Regions from separate parts of the Drosophila melanogaster genome. Here region 2 is linked to region 1. A link is a contact called in public targeted proximity ligation data. All regions are on one chromosome and are shown on one strand. The core of a region is the stretch at or near the end of the contact, and the rest is flanking DNA. Distances in the headings are between cores, read along the strand shown.

Evidence for each region.
Region 2: a contact with region 1 is called in a targeted proximity ligation map of the Kc167 cell line, with 4 times the contacts expected there. A contact is called at or near these places in 9 of 107 Hi-C or Micro-C datasets (the D17-c3 cell line, the Kc167 cell line, the OSC cell line and 3 more) and 2 of 7 datasets of targeted methods (both in the Kc167 cell line).

What each region holds. Positions count from the first base shown.
Region 1 is chr3R:30,825,295-30,829,215 of dm6, forward strand. It overlaps CG15544, which reads left to right and starts at 2,525. Exons shown (of 4, transcript NM_143571.4): 1 at 2,525-3,171. It overlaps cindr (CIN85 and CD2AP related), which reads left to right. Exons shown (of 7, transcript NM_001276200.1): 7 at 1-1,711. The coding sequence ends at 751.
Region 2 is chr3R:31,052,351-31,056,259 of dm6, forward strand. It overlaps Chchd3 (Coiled-coil-helix-coiled-coil-helix domain containing 3), which reads right to left and starts at 1,565. Exons shown (of 3, transcript NM_143581.3): 1 at 1,483-1,565; 2 at 1,237-1,401; 3 at 266-957. The coding sequence starts at 1,363. The coding sequence ends at 413. It overlaps dco (discs overgrown), which reads right to left. Exons shown (of 4, transcript NM_001276203.1): 4 at 1,735-3,909. Alp4 (Alkaline phosphatase 4) reads left to right here. Exons shown (of 4, transcript NM_079862.3): 4 at 1-190. The coding sequence ends at 62.

The DNA of each region.
Region 1 (3,921 bases), core at 1,275-3,774:
TGGAGCAGGAAGTGCCAGTGAGTTGAGTGAAGATGGCGGTGCTGGAGGGAAGACTTCTGATGACAATTCCACCGGCGAGGAACCACAGTTGGCCAAACCCAAGCCACGTGAGTGGGAGAAGAAGAAGGCGCCTTGGATGGAGGAGCTGAAGGCCTCGCAGGTCACCAGGAAAAAGACCTCACCCAGTGTGGAGCCACGAGGAGCTTCGGTGGCCGAAAGGACATCCAAACTCTTTGCGGCCGAGCAAGCTGTCAGCAGCAATAGCAGCAGTATCACAACGAAAGTCCAATCTTCAGCGGTGACCTCCTCCATGTTTGTGGAGAACTCAACGACCAGCAGCTCGGTGATCACCAGTAGCTCCCACACCACCACCAACGATGCCATCATGTCGCGCAGCTTGTCGGCTGCCAAAGTCCAAACCGCCAGCAGCGACGAGGAGACGAGAGCCACAAGGCCAAACAGTCTAGCTATACGAAATCAACGAAGTGTTTCGCCTCTGGTAAAGAGCTCCAATGCCAGCAGCTCGCAGTCCCAGGAGGAGAAGCCCACCAGCCAGCTGAACAACCACCAGGATGCCAGTTCCTCAAGGGTGGCCCAATTGGAGCAACGGGTGGATAAGCTGGAGGGGCTGGTGCTAAACCAACAGCGAACCATTGAGGAGCTGGTAAATGCCCTGAAATCGGAAGCTGAACGCGTCAAGATTTTGAGGAGCGAACTGGACAAATACGCGCAGTGCGTGACGCAAGTTTGAGCCTAGTTGAATCGCCTTTTAGCTAGCTTTTGAATACTTGATTTTTAGCGTCTGCTGAACTCTACAATATACCCAGGCCTAAAAGCGTAGAACGTAGTAGAGTAGAGACCGAACCCAAGACAATCCCAAATATCTGTACTCTGTGTTCTGTACTTATATACCAGAATGATCTATCCAAAACCACTAGCGATCAATCGTTTTTGCATGCCAAAACCGTTTCGTTTTTCGCTACAATACTTTGTATTCCCCTGTATATCTGATAATTTCGATAAGTATTTTTTATACACTCGTACATTCCGAAGAGCAAAAGGGTGTGATTTCTTTTAGCTGCTTTCGATTGCGATTTGTTTTGTTTATTCGATTTATGATTATTTTTTAAAGATGTATTAAAGTTATGAGTAAACTGTACTATAAACTATATACCTAACGAGAGAGAAACATACAAAGTTCGATGGAGTCGATGATGATGCCTAAAACTTAAGCAATACCAATAAATAATGCAAATAAATACTTCAATGTTTTCTGAATGTTTTTCATTTTCTTATTTCGATGTGATTCTGCTTTTATTTTTTTCTAAATGACTGATATAGATAGTTAGCGATGTAGAGAATCCACATATCTAAGCCCGGATAATAAACTAACCTTTTTGATAAAATTTCTTTTTCATAACAGCAAGCAAACTCGTCGCGGGAAATTCGACAATTGGATGTTTTAATTGATCAGCGGATCAGATCAGCCGTTAGATCGAACGATCCAGATATATTAGATATTTATAACCCAGACCCGCCTGTACAGAATATTCCTTTTTCTTTTGTGATAAGCCTCCGCATAACCAGCTTTGTAGTCTAATCAAATCAATCTGCGTAGCTAGCCACCCGCAATTCCCGATTGTTAGCAAATATGTTGTGGTTTACTTGGAAATATCGCATTTTGTATGGCTTAACATGTAAATATTATTGTAAATTAATATGGGATATTAAATAAACATTTCATATTTAGTAAAACAAATGCCAAATCTAGTTCAACTATCAGTGGCTGATGGGGGGGACTTGTATTCTATTTATTTTTGTTATCAATTTCCATCTAAACGTTTCTACATGCTGACAATATCACGCTTTAAAGTTCACGCTTAGACCTTGCACCTTGGCCTGCTATACAAAATTTTTTTATTCAAAATAGCTTAACATCTATTACTTTTGTTATGGTTAAAATAAATATTGGGGACCAAATCAATTTTGCCTTGGTTCATGTCTTTGCTAATATATCATAGACACATTTTACATTTTACTTTTTATGTAAAATAATAAGCTTCGATCATGTTGAAGTAATTTAAATTGTTAATAAGTAATTAATTAAATCAGGAAAATAAAAATATGCGTGAATATTATTTTTTTTCCATATTTCCATATTTTATTCTTAAGAATATAGATAGAATCTAGATATAATTAAACTGTATAAAATTCTGGACTTAGAAATCAGCTTTGGTCAAGTGTCCACGCGACATGACTTCAAGCCATCATCAAATGTGCGAATCTTGGCGAGCACAAACTGATCGAGAGAGTCTGACTTTGGGGAGCGATTTGTTTGCTGGCGGATTTATGTTTGTACTTGCGCTTTTTGCTTCGCCTTTCGTGTTTTCGGTTTTTGCCTTGGCACTTGGCTGTGTTCTGTTGTGAATGTGGCTTAAACCTGGTGTTTGAGCCAAGTCGTACGCGACCGCTCTCGGAGCTTTTCAGCCTGGCTTCTTGGGCGACTTATCAGTTTCTGATCGCTGTGGGAATTCAGTTAATTGTGGACGCTGTAGCCAAACGGACGCATGCGCGGCGCTCGAGAGACTTTCCGAGTTTTTCCTGAATAAAATCACTACGTGTTTCTGGTCGTGAAAGTATCTTTTTCAGTTAGGCAGTGCACTCTGCAGTGGCCCCACCCTTCCCCCCTATTTCTCAAGCCTCAAGTCAAAACAGAAACGCGAGCAAACACAGCTGAAAACCTATTTAAGGACCGTTCCAAAAACCAAGGATACATTTCAAAGACCTCTTTCGATCAAGTCAGTTAAATACAGAGTTTTCAGAGTGTGTGTCTGTGTGCGTGTGCCAGTGTGTGTCTTTCAAGTGTGTGCCTTAATCCATTCAATGTAATTAAACCCAAATCAAAACAAAGTATAGTAAGTCCGCGAAACGAGCAAATACAAATACTTTTGAAAGAGCCATAAACAAATCGCAGTCTGCGAAATCCGTTCAAAGCTCGCGCCAATATTGCTCCAATTTGAGAAAACGGCTTAGCAACAATTGCATTGAACAGTCGAACACAAAAACTGAAGCCTAAAACAGCAACAACCACCCGTAAATATAGAAAGCTTAACAATCAAATCCAACAACAACGACAACGAGGGATTAAAGCCACTAACAGCTATAAATGTGGTGGGTGCATTATTGGTAAGCTCGGCGGGTTTGGTAAAAAGTAACGGTTAATAATATGCCACACAGTAAAAAAAAAGTGACGAACATTACGGATTTGCAAAGATGTGTATTTAAATTTTAACGCCACCAAATACGTGACTTTTGGAGCATCGAGAAAATAATATTTACACTGTAACTATTTAAAATATTTATTAAAGCACATTTAAATGTTTTATAATTTCTAAAAGCAAATGAAAACTGGTGTTGATTTTATTCTTCAATTTTCTGAATATAATTTTCGCATTATTATTATTAGTTATTTGAGAGAATAATTCAAAAGTAAGCTGATATCTGAAATAACGTATCTTTTTATTAGTGCTACGAAAATTTTGTCTGTGCAGGAACAAAATCGCAAAGTGTACATATAGATCGCTATACTGCCAAATGGCTAAAATTGGCCAAATCCAAAGAGTTTTTATGCGCAAACGCGTTTTTTATGTTTTTAGGATTTTCCTCCCGCTTTTTGCGAATTTTTTTTTTGTTGGTTTTCGTTTGTTTTGCACTCGGTTTGTTACTCAAATTTTTTGCTGCTGAGTTTTAATTTTTGTTACAGTTTTTTCTGCATTTTGGTAGAGTTTTTTGTGCTTGGTCTACTGCCTTGCTCAACGAGCGGCTTTGTTATTGTTATTGTTTTTGTTTTCGATTTGGCCACAAAGTGGATTTGTCTTCATGCCGTGGAAATCTGGCGGAAAGGCGGTGGGCAGAGGGCGG
Region 2 (3,909 bases), core at 315-2,814, 230 kb after region 1:
CCTCCTTGATCCCCATTTTGACTGCTGCCACTGCGGCTATTTTGCGCGGTCGCGGGCTGTAATTAATGTTGTTTTAAATATATTAATTGTTATTAAAGTTTATAGACGTACGGATGGCTTCGTTGAATGAGAGAGTGAGCGAGATGGAGGAGTGATCGTTGCAACTTAACAAATAGATACACTGAAAAATATGCAATGTTTTTTATTTTTGTCATGGTAAACTTGAATAGAATATCCCGGCCATAAAAACGTCGATGGATTGATTCATTTAAGTTAGTTTACTATCGCTCGCAATGACACTTTTGCTTAAGTTTTGAGTACATCCCCATCGATCGCTCAATCGTTTATACAAAACCCATAAGGGGCCTCAAAGAAAAGTCAACAAATTAGGACAAAAGGATTTGCCAGGATCCTAGGCCGCCTTGGCAGGAACGGTGGCCTTGGAGGTCACTTTCGACGACTCTGGTTCCGCATCCAGCTTCTGGACGCGATGAAGATCGATGCACTGTCGGAATTGGGCCACCTCCTCAATGCACTTCAAGGTCTCCCCGGGATGCGCGCGGTAGCAGGCAAGCAGCTGGGATTTCAGGTCCTGGCAGGGAGGCACTTTGTGCGACGACGCGGTGCTGACGAATCGCTTGTGCACATTTTCTACAGCATTGGCGTACTCCTTCTCCAGGATGGTGTTGGTCTTCTTGAGGTTCTCCTCCAGCTTCGCCATGCGCTCCTTCCACAGCTCGTCATTCTTGATTAGCTCCTGGTTCATCTGGCGCTGCACATCGGCCGCGCTAATGGTGTGTCCTCCTCCCTGGACGTAAATGGGCACTGCAGCGGGATAGGAGGATACTTTCGGAGCAGGAGAAGCAGCTGGCGAGGATGCGGCTGGCTTGGCGGCAGCCTTCGTCGTTGGCTTGGGCACTGGTTTCGATTCCTCCGCAGCGGCTGCGTGCTCACGAGCTGAATTGGACAAGATATAAATCAATAGTTTAATGAAAAAAACATACAAATAGGAATGGAAACTAGCCAATGAAACCAAAACTACACCCTTTCAAGTGCGTTTTTTTTTTGTGAACAAGATAGAAGAGCCACTCTCTACAACTTGCTGCTGTTCTCGTTAACGAGTTTCCACTGTGTTTGGCGTAAACATTTGCCCGTTTTGACAATTGTTGCATAACACCGAGCAGAGTGAAATGGTCATTTCCGGATATAACTCCACAATGCCATTGGATTGCTTACCCTGCTGGGATATTCCCGCCTTCAGTCGCTTGACCACATCGTCGGATATATCAATAACGCCGGCAGGAGTTGGGTTTTCCATTGAAACGGTTCGGGGCTCGCGGGATTGAGACTGTCGGGCTCCCATCTTTGAAGTTCCTCTAGCTGCTGTTCGTGGAGCAAAACCTGGAATATCGGCAATTGGTTAATCGGTGTCAAGTCTTCGCAAGCTCATGCATCGCTTCGATCTGTTTATTTCGGCCTTACCCTTTTCGGTGAAAAACTACAGGGCCAACCCAACAAAAATAAGACGTGCTCAGAGTGACCTTAAAGCGCAAGCACGAAAAAGACGCAAAACAGCTGACCGGTAGAGTAGCCAGATTGTTCGACCAGGGCTGGTTGTTTTTGTATATTGGCGTTGCCAGATTATCGAATATTCAAATCCTTCACTTAAGAAACCTTCATTTACGGTGGAATTTAGCTCCACAATTTCCCCCAACTTCTGTTTGACAACACAATAAGCAAATCTGATGAGTCGTGTTATTATTGTTTAAGCTTTTTAATGCCTCGTTCGTAATTGTTATTGTGAATGGTGGTGTGGCTTATTTAGTAGCTGCTTTTATTCTGTTCACACATACATATTCCATGTTCGGTTTAATTCGAAATACTTGCTAATTACATAAATGTGGCCTTATCGTGCACTTATCGATACATCCGTCGAATTCCGATCCAACGTACTTTTGAAATGTTTCATGAACCGCTTCGATTTCGATTTCGATTTCGTTTGTGGTTATTTTGTATTCCATATCACTGGTGGTTTATTTTTAATGATTTTCTCTCATATCGCCCATGATACACTCGAACTCGATCCAATTAGTATAATTAGTTATTAGTTCAAAATTCTATTCTCAATATACATATACAGTTAATTATACAAAACCTTCGAAATTACTATGTTCTCAATTTGTTAGTTTCTCTATTTCGCTTATGCTGAATGGACTGCTCGCTCATACAAGATCATTTAGTTCTCCATTTCTAGTGGCTCATAATCGCTATGAATCAGTTTGTCGGGCTTCGATTTCGTTTCTTTTCTATCAATAAAATGCTAATGGTTTAGGTTTAGTACTCTGTATGCTAGGAGGAAAATCACACATATGTATATATTTTAATTTTATACTTTTGGGGTTCGGATATTATTCTTATGTACACTCATCACTAGGTTCTCAATTCTCGGTTTGGGGAGGAGGATTGGGGCTTCTCCACGGTCGCGGATCCCCTAATCTGAATGCGCTATATGGTCGTGTTTACAAGGTTGGTCGTTTGCAAGGCGTGCGCTTCGAATGGAGTTGTGTTCGAAAAATAAAAGTAAAATGACTGAAACAAACCGATTAGAAAACAAAACAATTTGTAAGAAATATCACGTAATGTACTTTTATTTAAGTTTTAGTGGCTTCTGCGTTCAGTGATCCGATTTGTGTTTTGCATTTCTTTGATTTGTTAGTTCTTAGCCAGCCGATCGCTGTGGGGTTTACATGTTTACGTGTTCTCATAAGATATAGTTTATATTAATGTATATTCATATTTTTACCCATTCATTATCTCTTGGCGCATTTAGAATTTAAGTTTTTTTTTTGCATTTTCCTTTTTTATTTTACGGTTTGGTATTACTTATAAACAAATTTCATATTATAGCTATAGTTTATTAGCTAGCGTTGTGTAACTTTCCTCCGCAGGGCCATTACTTACATTGTTAAATCGAAACGTTAATGCAATTGTTTTGTTGTGTATGTCTAACGCAATTTATATGCTCTCTATCTTAGTTACATGATTTTGTTGCGTAAACAAAGGGCTGCCCCAACTCCCAGCTCCCACATCTCGCATCCCATTTGCCCACCGCTCGGGAAATGCGCGCTTAAGTGTTTAAAAATCGGAAAGATATATATGAACACAGGCAGCAAAGTGCAGACCACGAAAGTATATATATATATATATATATATATATATATATATATATATATATATATATATATATATATATATAAATATATATATATAGATAGGGGAGTAGGCGGTACAGAAGGTTACATAATATAACATAGGAGGGCCTTATAAGTCAGAGCGTTGCTTAAAGCTAGAGAACTGCACGTGGTAATCGCAATCATTTTACCATCAACTTAGGTTACAATGTGGGTGCCTTGCTGTGTGGCATATGCTTTTGTATGGATTGGATTCGCTAGAGCTAGAGCCTATAGTCTAGGGTTAGGGACACTCGCTGAACGCGGTGTCCTTTGTTTCTTTTACACAAATATTACACTTACAATCGAGTTATTATGTGTTCATGATCGGTTCTGCATGTTCTGCCTGATTTGGTCTGGGACTTCAAGTTAACAAAGAAAAAGTTGAGCCGGCCAAGAGCAAATAGTCAAATGCAAAACAGAATTAAATGCCTGCGTGTCCTGCTAACCCTCCTCCCAAACCCTTCCGCGGACCCCTAATCAACCGCCGATCTATTGGCCAATCTTCAGGCAGGGATCTCAAATCAATTGAACAGTGCGGTTTGTTGCAGTTTCTTGCAGCCAGGTTGCAATCGTTTATGTTCTAATAGTATAAATTAAATTAATCATAGGCTAGTTAATTAATAATAAGCGCGCTCAACGTTCTAACATCTGGGAGCAGAAACCAAAATGTCAAAAA